Linked DNA regions of Mus musculus: region 1 is linked to region 2. A link is a contact called in public Hi-C data. All regions are on one chromosome and are shown on one strand. Each heading gives the region's core, a stretch centred on a gene start, on an enhancer-like site or on the middle of the called end of the contact. The rest is flanking DNA. Distances are from core to core; before and after follow the strand shown.

Region 1 (4,845 bases), core at 1,313-3,812, 460 kb before region 2:
TCTGCTTTTATATCGAACTATAATTTGCCTGTGGAAAGGTTCTCAGAGGAGAGAGCAGCAAAGCTGTTCCCCAATTCTGTTGCATGCAGGCTCTCCAGGAACCTCGGTCTGAACTCTTCGGACCTTACTCATCCTTGAGAGAGGCACACAGGGCACAGACTAGGGGCCACAGACTAGGAAGGCTGAGCCCTAATTCCCCTTGCTCCTAAGTCAGGCCCTCTTCCTGTCCTGCACCTCCTGGGGTGGGAGTTACACACCTGCTTATACACAGGATATGGCAGTGTCTTCTGTCCCTCTCTCCAAGGGACTCTAGGTGCTTGCTCCTGGTACAGGTGGGCAGATGTGCCAAAGGTGAGCTGGAGATGGATGATGGAGGGCAGAAGGAGAGAGGGGAGGAGCTTATGAGGGAGGGGAGGAGCTTATGAGGGAGGGGAGGAGCTTAGGGGAGGGGAGGAGCTTATGAGGGAGGGGAGGAGCTTAGGGGAGGGGAGGAGCTTAGGGAGAAAGCAAACCACGACTCTTCTTCAGGAGCCTTCTAGTTAGGGGATGTGCTGGTGCAGGAAGCTCTGTGGTGTTCCCTCTGGCCAGCTTAAAGGCTCACTCGTGTCTCTTACCTTCCCGTGGGTTCTCTCTTTTCTATAGGCAAGGGAAGCTCTGGCCCTACTCATGTACCTCTGAAGGGCTTCCTGTAGTTCATTCCCATGCCCTAGGCTCCTTTGTGAACCCATGGGGTTCAGAGAATGAGCTGGCAGCAAGGAACTCCTTATGGGGGGAGTGCCAGGGCTGGCCACACTTAACACCAAGACAGTTCCTTGTTCTCTGGTGACCAACTTTACTCCAATCTCTGCCAAAGTCTAAACCTTCAAGTCCTCATCTCTTTCAACAGCATGTCATCCTTTGGAATTAGTTTTCCTCGACTATGCTGTGACCTCGTCATAGCTGGTGGGCTAAATACAAGTTTGGAATTTGCAGGGTTTCTGGCTGGGAGCCATGTGGCCTCTCTGTCCTGCTTGGCTACTGTGGTTAGCAGTTTTATGTTCACACAGGCCTAGGTTCTGTTCTATGCCCACCATGAGCTAACATGGCTCTTCGGGACGTTCTTCTGACTCGGATCTCAGTTTATTCCTCTGTAAAGGGGGCTGTAGCTGCCTATCTCAGAGAGGCTCCGGGAGGGCAGGGAGCCCCTCCCCCCACAGCACTCTGTAAGGCTTACTGTCTGCCTCTTTGCACATCGGCTGTAGAAGGCTGTTGTGGGCAGGGCTGGGTCTGCTCCCAGTTCAGAGGCTTCTAAAAGTATGTCCAGCCCCCTCATGCTTGCAGCACCTTTGGCCTCTCCGGGCTGGCATGGGGGCTTCAGCAAGGTTGGCTAGCTGGAGCAAACCTTCTCCTTGGACCAGTCAGTCACCCCTGTACCACAGCCCCTTCTGCCTGATTTAGGGCCCAAACCTCTCCCTGTCTCTGCCTCACCAGCCAGCTTCCTTCCTCTGAACCCAGGGCTCCTTGGAGCCCCTATGGCCTCTGATTCTGCTGAGGTCTTGGTAAATTTTTCAGGTCTGCATGGAGGCCCAAGTGCCTGCTTCTGGAAGCAGAGTAGCCTGAGCTTCCTGTACCTTCGGGCCTCCCTGATGCCTGTCCCCAGGAGGCTGCACCGGGAAGCTGGGGTGGGAAGGTACTTGCCTTCAGACTGCAAGGTCAGACTGGTTTCTTCCTGCCAGCAGGAGGCCCTAGGGAGAGAACAGGCCAGACCTTCCTGGGTGGCCAGACCTGCTGCTGCTTGTGGGGTTGCAGGGAATGTCTTGGAAGGAGATTTGGGTTATTTTTTTCCCTAGGCCCACATCCCTTTGCTTTTCCTGTATTTTTGATCTGAGGGGGCCAAAGATCAAGCTGGTCCAAGGGCAGAGAATTGGAAACCTGAGATATCCTTGGAGCTAAGGGCTACCAAGCAAGCATGGAGCTGTGTCTTGAAAGGTGCACAGGGTTTAACGAGGTCTACACAGAGAGCACGTGGGCCTTGGGTGCTAAGTAGATTGTGGATCTGGTCTCTTTCTGCTGGCCGAGAACACCAGATGAGGGACCCCATTTAGTAGCATGCTCCCCATAACATCCTTGCTCCTTTCCGGCCTGGTAGTCTCATTGTCCTTTGGCTCTCACTAGAAGGACACTTTCTACGGAAGGCCTTCCTTGATCGCTGCCATACCCTGGGGGCTCCCTGGCCTTTCCCGTAAAGCTCTTTCCAATATGTTCTCTACCTGTATGACCACTGACAGATGATTGCCTCTGTCACCAGGCTTTATAAGGTTCTTTAGGTCAGGAGACTCAGGGTTTGGTGGTCTCAGCCTCCAGCCTAGTGCTTGGCACAGAGTAGATGCTCACTAAACAGCTATGTGAAACTGAGTAGGACACCAAGCAAAAAGAGGTAGGACTGAGAGCTGCCCAGTGAGGTGTGCACGGTGCCCGGGTGCAGTGAGCCAGGCTCCTTTGTGTCATTAGGCAGCTCTTTAAAGAGCTGTTTGCAGGAACAAAAGCCACACAGCTGCCAGAACCCCAGTGGGTGGTTGGCCTGCTGAAGAGCAATGGACTGAGCCAACTTGTCACACACACACCCCAGGCAGGCTGGTGACCCTGGGGAGTGGAGCCAGCCATGAGCTGGGGGCTGTGGGAAGCAGGACCATTGGTGGGCCCAGTCCTGACCTCACCAAAATTATGTTTCAAACCTGCAAGAGAAAGGGGATATTTTTAACCTTGTTCCATGAAGGCATCCCAGGGGAGCAGGGAGGGAAAGGAGGCAGAAGCCAGGTTGGGGGAGGGGCCTAGAGCAGGGCTGGGGGCTTTCAGAGAGCCCCTGAGAACAGTGTTTCCCCCTTTGTCCCCAACCCTGTTAAATTTTTTAAAAGCTCCAAACAGCAAGAGGGACAGTGGAGTTCATTATATCGAGTTATCTCCTCCGTTTCAGGCGAAGATCAATCTTATGAGTCTTGCAGCTCCAAGGGGGAAGGGAAGAGAAGGAAAATGGGAGGCGAAGGAAAAAAACTCCCTGGACCAATTTCCGCTGGCTAACACGATTACCCGGCTGCCTGGCAGCAGCGCCAGCTGTTGGCAGGCATGCTGGCCCCCTGCCAGCCTCTCTCAGCTGCTGGCTGCCCCAGGGCTCCCTCCCGAGTGGGGTGGGTTGGCAGGTGTGAAAGCCCCACGTGCCCCTTGGTTGGGGCTGCTGAGCGTGGCATCCCAGAGATGCTGCAAGCCCCACTGGTACCTGTCAGTCCCCCACTGTCACAGAACAGCCTGTGCTCGGGGTCCTGCCCTGATGAGGGTGCCTTCCTGCTTCCCACGGGAGACTTTTCCTTCAGAGAGTTAAGTCGCTGATAGCTGGCTCCACTAATTTATTTATTCACTCAACAAACAAGTTTCTGAGGATTCACTTGGCAGCACACAGTTCACACAGAAGTTCAGAGGCGAACAAGGTATCTGTGGTCTGCATTGAGAAAGAGACAGACAAGGGACAGGGACACACATACCCAAGCAGGGCAAGGACAGGTGCAATATAAATGCTGTGAAGGTGTGAAGGTGAGTGGTTAGTATGCCCAGGCACTATACTTGCGGGCTGAGGGGAGGGAGGAGCTTTGCACCAGGAGTAAGATGTCTACAGCCTGAGGCTAGCCCACCTAACAATGGCCAGAGGCCACAGTGATTGGAAGGGGGTTCTGAGAGTGGGGCAAGCCCTGAAGGCGTTATGATGGGTTGCTGATACAGGCAGCCGCAGCATGTCCTGAGTCTGCCGTGGGCTTTGAATTGTTGTCCATAAGAGTTGCCCAATTCCAGCAGGGTGAGAGCAGAGTGGGACAGAGTGGGAGCTGAGTCCTCAGGGACTGGATGTGTTTTAGGAACAATGTCAGTGGCTGGTGATGGTTTGGGTGTGGGTGTGGGGTAAAGAGGAGTCAAGATGGAGGGAGATGTACTTTAGGGTTAAAAATGAAGTTCTGTGTTGGACGGGGCTTCTAGGAGGGCAATGACAAATCGGCTTCTAGTTCTGTAGCTGTGCTCAGGAGACCGGGGCTAGCACGAGGGAGCCAGAGGCAACTGTGTCAAAATCCCAGACCCGAGAAAACCAACCAAGGAGTGAGGGGTCAGGAGAGGGAAGAGGGCCTGTGAACACTGACCTCTGATGTTTGGAGTGAGAGTGACCAGAGGAGAGTAGTCCTGGGAGGCCAGAGATAAGTGTCTACATGTGGGAGAAGCCATCAGCTCATCGGATACCGTCCAAATCTTGCGGACCAGGGCATAGAGCATGACCATTGGTCTGACCAAACGGCTTTCTGAACATCTGTTATGATCATCTTGTGGAGTGGAGGGGATCGGAGCCTGGCTCCCGAGAGCGCTTCGATATACTAGTCAGGACGGCACTGAAGACAGAAAGAGCTGAGAGCTGAGCATCTTTTCCCTCCCTCCCTCCCTCCCTCCCTCCCTCCCTCCCTCCCTCCCTCCCTTCCTCCCTCCCTCTTTTCCTCCAGCTAACACTTCCTGCCATGATACTGTGCTAGACTGGACCTTGGGCTTAATCTCTCTGATTCTTAGGCTTTTGATTTTTTTTTTTCTTTCTGCAAAAAGGAGATGTCACCTCAGATGCCACTAGATCTCAGTGACTAAGACTCTCCCTGTGTAGCCAGGGCTGTTCTGGAACTCACTGTATAGACCAGGCTGGCCTTGAACTCACAGAGATCTACCTGCCTCTTCCTCCCAAGTGCTGGGATTAAAGACGTGAACCTGGCTGGAACTAATCTTGAGTAAAAGCTGTCATGGGGAATTAAATAACATGTCAGCCAAAATACGTGTTTGGAGGGCATTTGG
Region 2 (5,552 bases), core at 2,326-4,825:
AGATTCTGGGACTGTTGCATCCTTAAATATTTGCAAATGGACAAAACCATGGGAAAAATCATTAGATTTCCTCCCTTTTTTATTTCAGTATCAGAAATCAAACCTGGGGCATCGCACATTTAGTCTGGGTAATCAACTTATGTCTGACCCAGAAGGGCAAGTAGCAAGATTTTGGCTTTTGTTTGTTTGTTTGTTTTTTGTTTTTGAGTGACAAAGGTTGTTATATCTTCATTTTCTGATTTTTTTCATAATATAAAGAATTAAGTTTTTCTTCATTTAAAAAGAAAGTTAGGTCCATAAAGCATAAAATTGTTTGAGTAACTTGGATTAACTTACATAGGTAGTTAGAGGTATCTTTGATCTTCATTATCTGTGCATTGTAAGTGTTCTTGTGGTGATGGGATGTTAAAATAGGCACAGAAGAGATACCAAGTGCTCTGCTCAGCATAAGAGCTATGAGCTTAGCACTTCTTCAGGACTGGCAGACACCCACCTGGCATGCTGGAACCTCAGCAGCATTGCCCTCCTAGGGCAGGGACGAAGACCATCAATATGAGAGTGCAGACCAGCAAGCACACTTTGGGAAAGGTGGTGTGGCTGTTCTGACCGGCTGTCTCCTTTTCTATTAAAATCCAGCATGTCCTCGCAGTCCAGGCTGTGGCTGTTTTTCTTGAGGACAACCCTAGCAGGCCTGTGGGCATGTGTTCACAGCCATCTGGAGTCCTCTGGGAACAGTTCCTGTCTTTCCTGTCCATCTCTGACCCTATAACTGCAGTTCCTCAGTGCCAGCTTTGATTTCTGCTTTTACTCTATGGTGGAATAAAGCTAACTAGAGGGTTGTCACTATTTCTCTTTCGTTGTCTCCCCATCCACTTCAGCCACCTGTGCATTTCATATCGCTCCTACTGTATTTTTTACTCAAGGTTAAGAGTCAAGTATGTATGGAAAACATATAAATTAAAGGTGCAGGTATTTTTAATCACTTGCCTGGCTTTAGGAGATGGAGATGCTTGCTCTCTCTATTCAGAGCAACAGTTCAGTTTTGTTGTGTTGTTTTGCTTTGCCTTTTCCACCGTCCACTACAGTTTAAGTGTACACTTAAAGGAGTGTCACTGGTGTGAGCTTGATTATCCCCTAAGTGTTAGAATTATAGGTATATAGCATCAGACCCAGTGTGGTCGTCTTATGCCAGCTTTCTATCTTTCCTTTCTCAAGGCCTATTTTATTTCTGTTCATGTGTTTATACCTATATAAGCATACACAATGTCGGGTATAGGTGTCCCTGCAGGCCAGCTGAAGCTAGAAGTAGTCGTGCGCTGTCCCACATGGGTGCTGAGGATAGATCTTGGGTCCTTTGGGAGCAGCGAGTTCTCTTAACCTCTGAGCCATCTCTCCAACCCCTTTCTAACATACTGGAAATCCCACATTGTAAAGCACAGTAAATACGGCTTATATCATGGTGTCATTTCCGTCTTCACTTGGAAATCCTGAATCATTTCCATAAGAATTGAGCCTGTTTGTCCCTTCATTATTTCTTATATTAATAGTGTGGTTGTTGCCAGCTCAGACTATAAACACAAATGTACACGCAGACTAGAAATAGTGCTTATTAGTTATAAGTGGCCATTTTGTAATAACAGCTCAGCATATGTTTATGTTAATGTATTTGTGTGAGGGTATGTGTAGTATAAGTGTGGATATGCTCATGTGTATGAAGGCGAGTGTGCTCCTTGGTGTGCGTATAGATGCCTGAAATTGACTGCAGGTGTGACCGTCTCTTGTTTGCCATTGTGTGTGTGTGTGTGTGTGTGTGTGTGTGTGTGTGTGTGTGTGTGTGTGTGTGTGTGCTTTTGAGTTAAGGTCTCTCACTGTGCTTGTTGTTTCAGCTAGGCTGCCTAGCCAGCAAGCTCCAGCCATCAGCCTGTTCAATCAGTGCTGAGGTCACATGCACATGCTGCTAGCCCTGCCTTATATGTGGGTGCTGGAGATCTGAGCCCAGGCCCACATGCTCACACAACAAGCAGTTTACCCTCTGAGCCATCCATCCCTCGCGTCCCTGTTAACTTGTCTTAGACAGAGACTTTAGATCAATACTGACCTATTTTGAGAACTCACAGACCCTTGAAAACTACACCCTGGATCCCAGTTTAGGAAATACTCTTTCAGTATAATTTTAATTAAAACTTGTTACATTGCAGTATTTTCTTGAAGCAATCAATCTATACTTCTCAAAGTAGTGTGTAATTCAGACGTTGACTAATTTGCCATTTTCTTCTTTAAAGGTTTAAATTATAAATGTTTTACAGAATAGATTGTTTACTTTGCTGTAGCTAAAGGAGGAAAATTTTAGTGTAGTTGAAAATATAATATCACTTACCAAAGTACAGGTTACACTAGATAGTGAAGTCTCCAGAAATGGTTGCATTGCTAAAATCATACAAGTCCGGTTTCTCTTCGTAGAATAATGAACTTTTTTCTTCCCAGTTTCCCTTTCCTCTGCTTCTTAGTTCCTTCATCTCTCTTCTCCTCATTTCTTTTCTTTTGATGTACACAACATGTCTTCTCTGTCGTCCATGCCTGAGCTGAACTGTACCATTTATACATACTCGTGGTACATTCGCTCACCCTGTACCATTTGTATATACACGTGGTGCATTCACTCACCCTGGCTCTGGCCTTCACAGGCTCTGTGTGGCCTTGGACAAATCCCAGTTTCTTCACTCTAAGAGCAGCACCAATGGTATCATATATGTCCCAGGGTCTTTTGAAAATTGTGAGTCTTCATGGGCAAAGTGACCCTATGTCTAGGACTTAGTAGAATTTGTTCAGTCTGCTCTCTTCAGGGTCTAGTTTTTTCTCAGCAGTCCATTGATGCAAATAAGAAGAGGACATAGCACAGTTCTGTCTTCACAGGACTTGTATTTTACAGTATGATGCGATATAATAATAGTGGTATTTAGGGAATCAGAAGGAAAAGTCATCACAGAGGTAACCCCTGAACAGAATTGTGAACAGCTAAAAGTGAATGGGCTGCTTCTGTCATGTAATAGAGCTTTAAGATATGCAAATTAAGCATGCTTTGCTTTGCTCTGTTCTTGAATTAATAGAACATCATATCTTAAGAGTTTGCCTATTCTTGTAGCCAGGAAAGTGATATTATTATTATCACCGTAGCCGTCGTCATCATCATCATCATGCTATCTCCAGAAGAGCCTTCTCATAGAGTTTCTATTTGTGATCCACAGTGAAACTGTCTTTTATCTCCTGCAAGCATCTTCCTGCAGCTTTGCTTCCACTTCCTCTCTACCCTTTTAGTCATGTACTGAAGGTCTTGGCATGTCAGGTCAGCATTTTTCACTGTGGAAAAAGGAAAAGTTGGGAACAATGACGTGGGATATTTGTCACATTTTCCTTTGCTTTTTAAAAAAATATATAAGTGAATCACAAATTCCATTACAAATCCTAATGAAAACCTTGCTTTATAAATTTGACGTTGGAATCATAGAGACTGGCTACTGTGGGATGCCATGTGGCCTAGCGCCTCCAAGTGTGTCCTTAAAAGCCTGTGGACAGCAGTGAGGATTCTTGGCTCTGCCACTGTGGAAATGAGGCAGATTTTATGGGGAGAGCTAATGGCCTTCAGGAGTCAAAGTATTGGGGGAGGACCTTAGCAGTCTATTCCCATACTCCTTTATGATGGTCGGGCTTTCCTTTGGTTACCTTTAAGGAGTACTGTGTGAGGAGTTTAATAGACCCCCTACCCAGTCCCTCTTTAAGGACAGGAACTGCATCCCTCTTAGCAAGCGCAGATGCTGACAGTTTAGTCCAAGATTGAAATCCAGGGAGAATTGGTTGTTTTGTGTCAAATCTACTTGAAACAGTTGGGCAAGAAGCACACTAATTATAGCCATTGTTGAGCAGCAGAGAGCAAAGAGCAGCAGTAGGTTCTCAGAAGGCCTTCATGACTCAAGATGAAATCAGCTACTCTAGAATAGCTCTATCTATAGCTCGAGGGGTTTCATCCTGGAAGTTATGAAATAGAATTTTAGATCATGGGGTAAATCCTGGCTAGCTTCTGGAGGCAGCTTCAGCCATTAAAATTTCCCATCAACCATTTCATCTGTAGGATTTGCTTTAGGGTTCTAAGAATGTGGTTTGGTTTGAGCCTGCGCTGGTCTCATGTGCTGGTCTCTGTAAGTTCAAATGTGTATCAGTCCTGCTGTGTCTGGACACTGTTTCCTTTGAGTCATCCCAGCGATGACAGGAAGTGGACGCAAGTCTCACCCCTAACTAAGATGCTATTTGCAGTTGATACTGGCTAGGAAAGGGAAATCAGTTTTCTCCAGCAGAGTGTTTTGGGATGTATCAACCACACTCCAAGGAAGTCAGTGTAAAACAGGCTCCATGGGACTTGGAGTTTTTAAGGGGGTGCTATTTAGAGTTTGTTTTGTCTTATTAGTTTTTTGTGTTTTATTTGATTTTCATTTTTGTTTTGTTTTTGGAAAGGGGGAGTGGGAGAAAATATCAGGTTGGGTAGGTAGGGGTCTGGGGTGAATTTGGGGAAAGGGAAAACATGATCAAAATTATGAAAAATTTTAAATAAAAGATTATAAAGAATATATAAGCAAATGAGCTTTAAAAAAAAAAACCAAGCATTACATTTTGATACTCCTTATCAGACCTGCTCTGGCAAATTCGTAGAGCGTGTCAGAGCAGGTCGCTGTGTCTGTATGCACATGCTGCAGGAGACACTTTTATTTCTTAATGTCTCAACTTAAGTTCGGTGACTCAAGTTTCCTGTTTGGACAGTGCTGTCAACGAGAGGGCACGAGAAGGGAAAGCTGTAGGTATTATCAATTGCCCTTAAGTGATTCTGCAAAGGCAGGAAAGCCAGAAGACCCGGCCTCGGATAGACCTGCATTGGGTATAGCTTCCTTCTCTAAGGGCCTGCATTAAGTTAAAATAGTTTTGACAGCATCTTTAACTGAACATCTTTGTCTCCAAACATAATTAGTGTTTAAAGCGGAAGGCATCAAAGTCCAGGTTTTGTGGCTTAGACAGCAGCTCCATCTGGTGCTTACTGGAGGTGTGTGCTCCTTTCATCTCCGGGTTCCAAGCAGCATAGATACAGATGTGCACAGGCCTTTCAAAGGAACGGCCACACTAAAACTGGCTTCTAGCGATGACGTGAGTTAACTGGTCTTGATGAACCTCATTTGGCAGTTTTGTTAATGTGGTTGTTGCTGATCAATTCAAAAGCCATCATTTGGTTTAACTAACATACTCAGATGGAAATAATTTTTCATATTTATTAATCTTGGAGAAAAATAAAGCACATACTACTTACAAAGAAAACCTGTAGTACCTTACGAGGAATAGGTCAGCTTGGTTAACAAGCTATTAGGCAGGATGTCTTCCTCTTTTCTGTTCAGTGTCATATGATGCTTAGTATACAGGATGTGGTTTTTAAAAAAGAAAACTTGCTGACTCGAAGGAAATGCCTCAAGTTGCTAGTAGAAATTAATTCTGAATAATAGGTTTACACAATTTTT

What was found. Hi-C and Micro-C count contacts between places; a contact is called where the count stands out from the background.
Region 1: a contact with region 2 is called in a Hi-C map of the N1E-115 cell line, with 3 times the contacts expected there. The contact joins two enhancer-like sites.

The regions. Positions count from the first base shown.
Region 1 is chr9:56,726,203-56,731,047 of GRCm38.p6, reverse strand. It overlaps a transcript of Lingo1 not described here. Among named protein-coding and RNA genes, the nearest start is that of Gm31586, 68 kb to the left of the region's middle. Within about 2 kb of position 2,562, at least 22 of the 459 cell types and tissues checked have an H3K27ac peak or open chromatin away from gene starts, as enhancers often do. A contact at or near this core is called in the N1E-115 cell line, where this site is marked.
Region 2 is chr9:56,264,379-56,269,930 of GRCm38.p6, reverse strand. The region is part of intron 3 of Peak1 (pseudopodium-enriched atypical kinase 1); the gene reads left to right. Peak1os (a long non-coding RNA gene) reads right to left here. Exons shown (of 6, transcript XR_003948326.1): 5 at 2,378-3,357. Among named protein-coding and RNA genes, the nearest start is that of Peak1os, 26 kb to the right of the region's middle. Within about 2 kb of position 3,575, at least 93 of the 459 cell types and tissues checked have an H3K27ac peak or open chromatin away from gene starts, as enhancers often do. A contact at or near this core is called in the N1E-115 cell line, where this site is marked.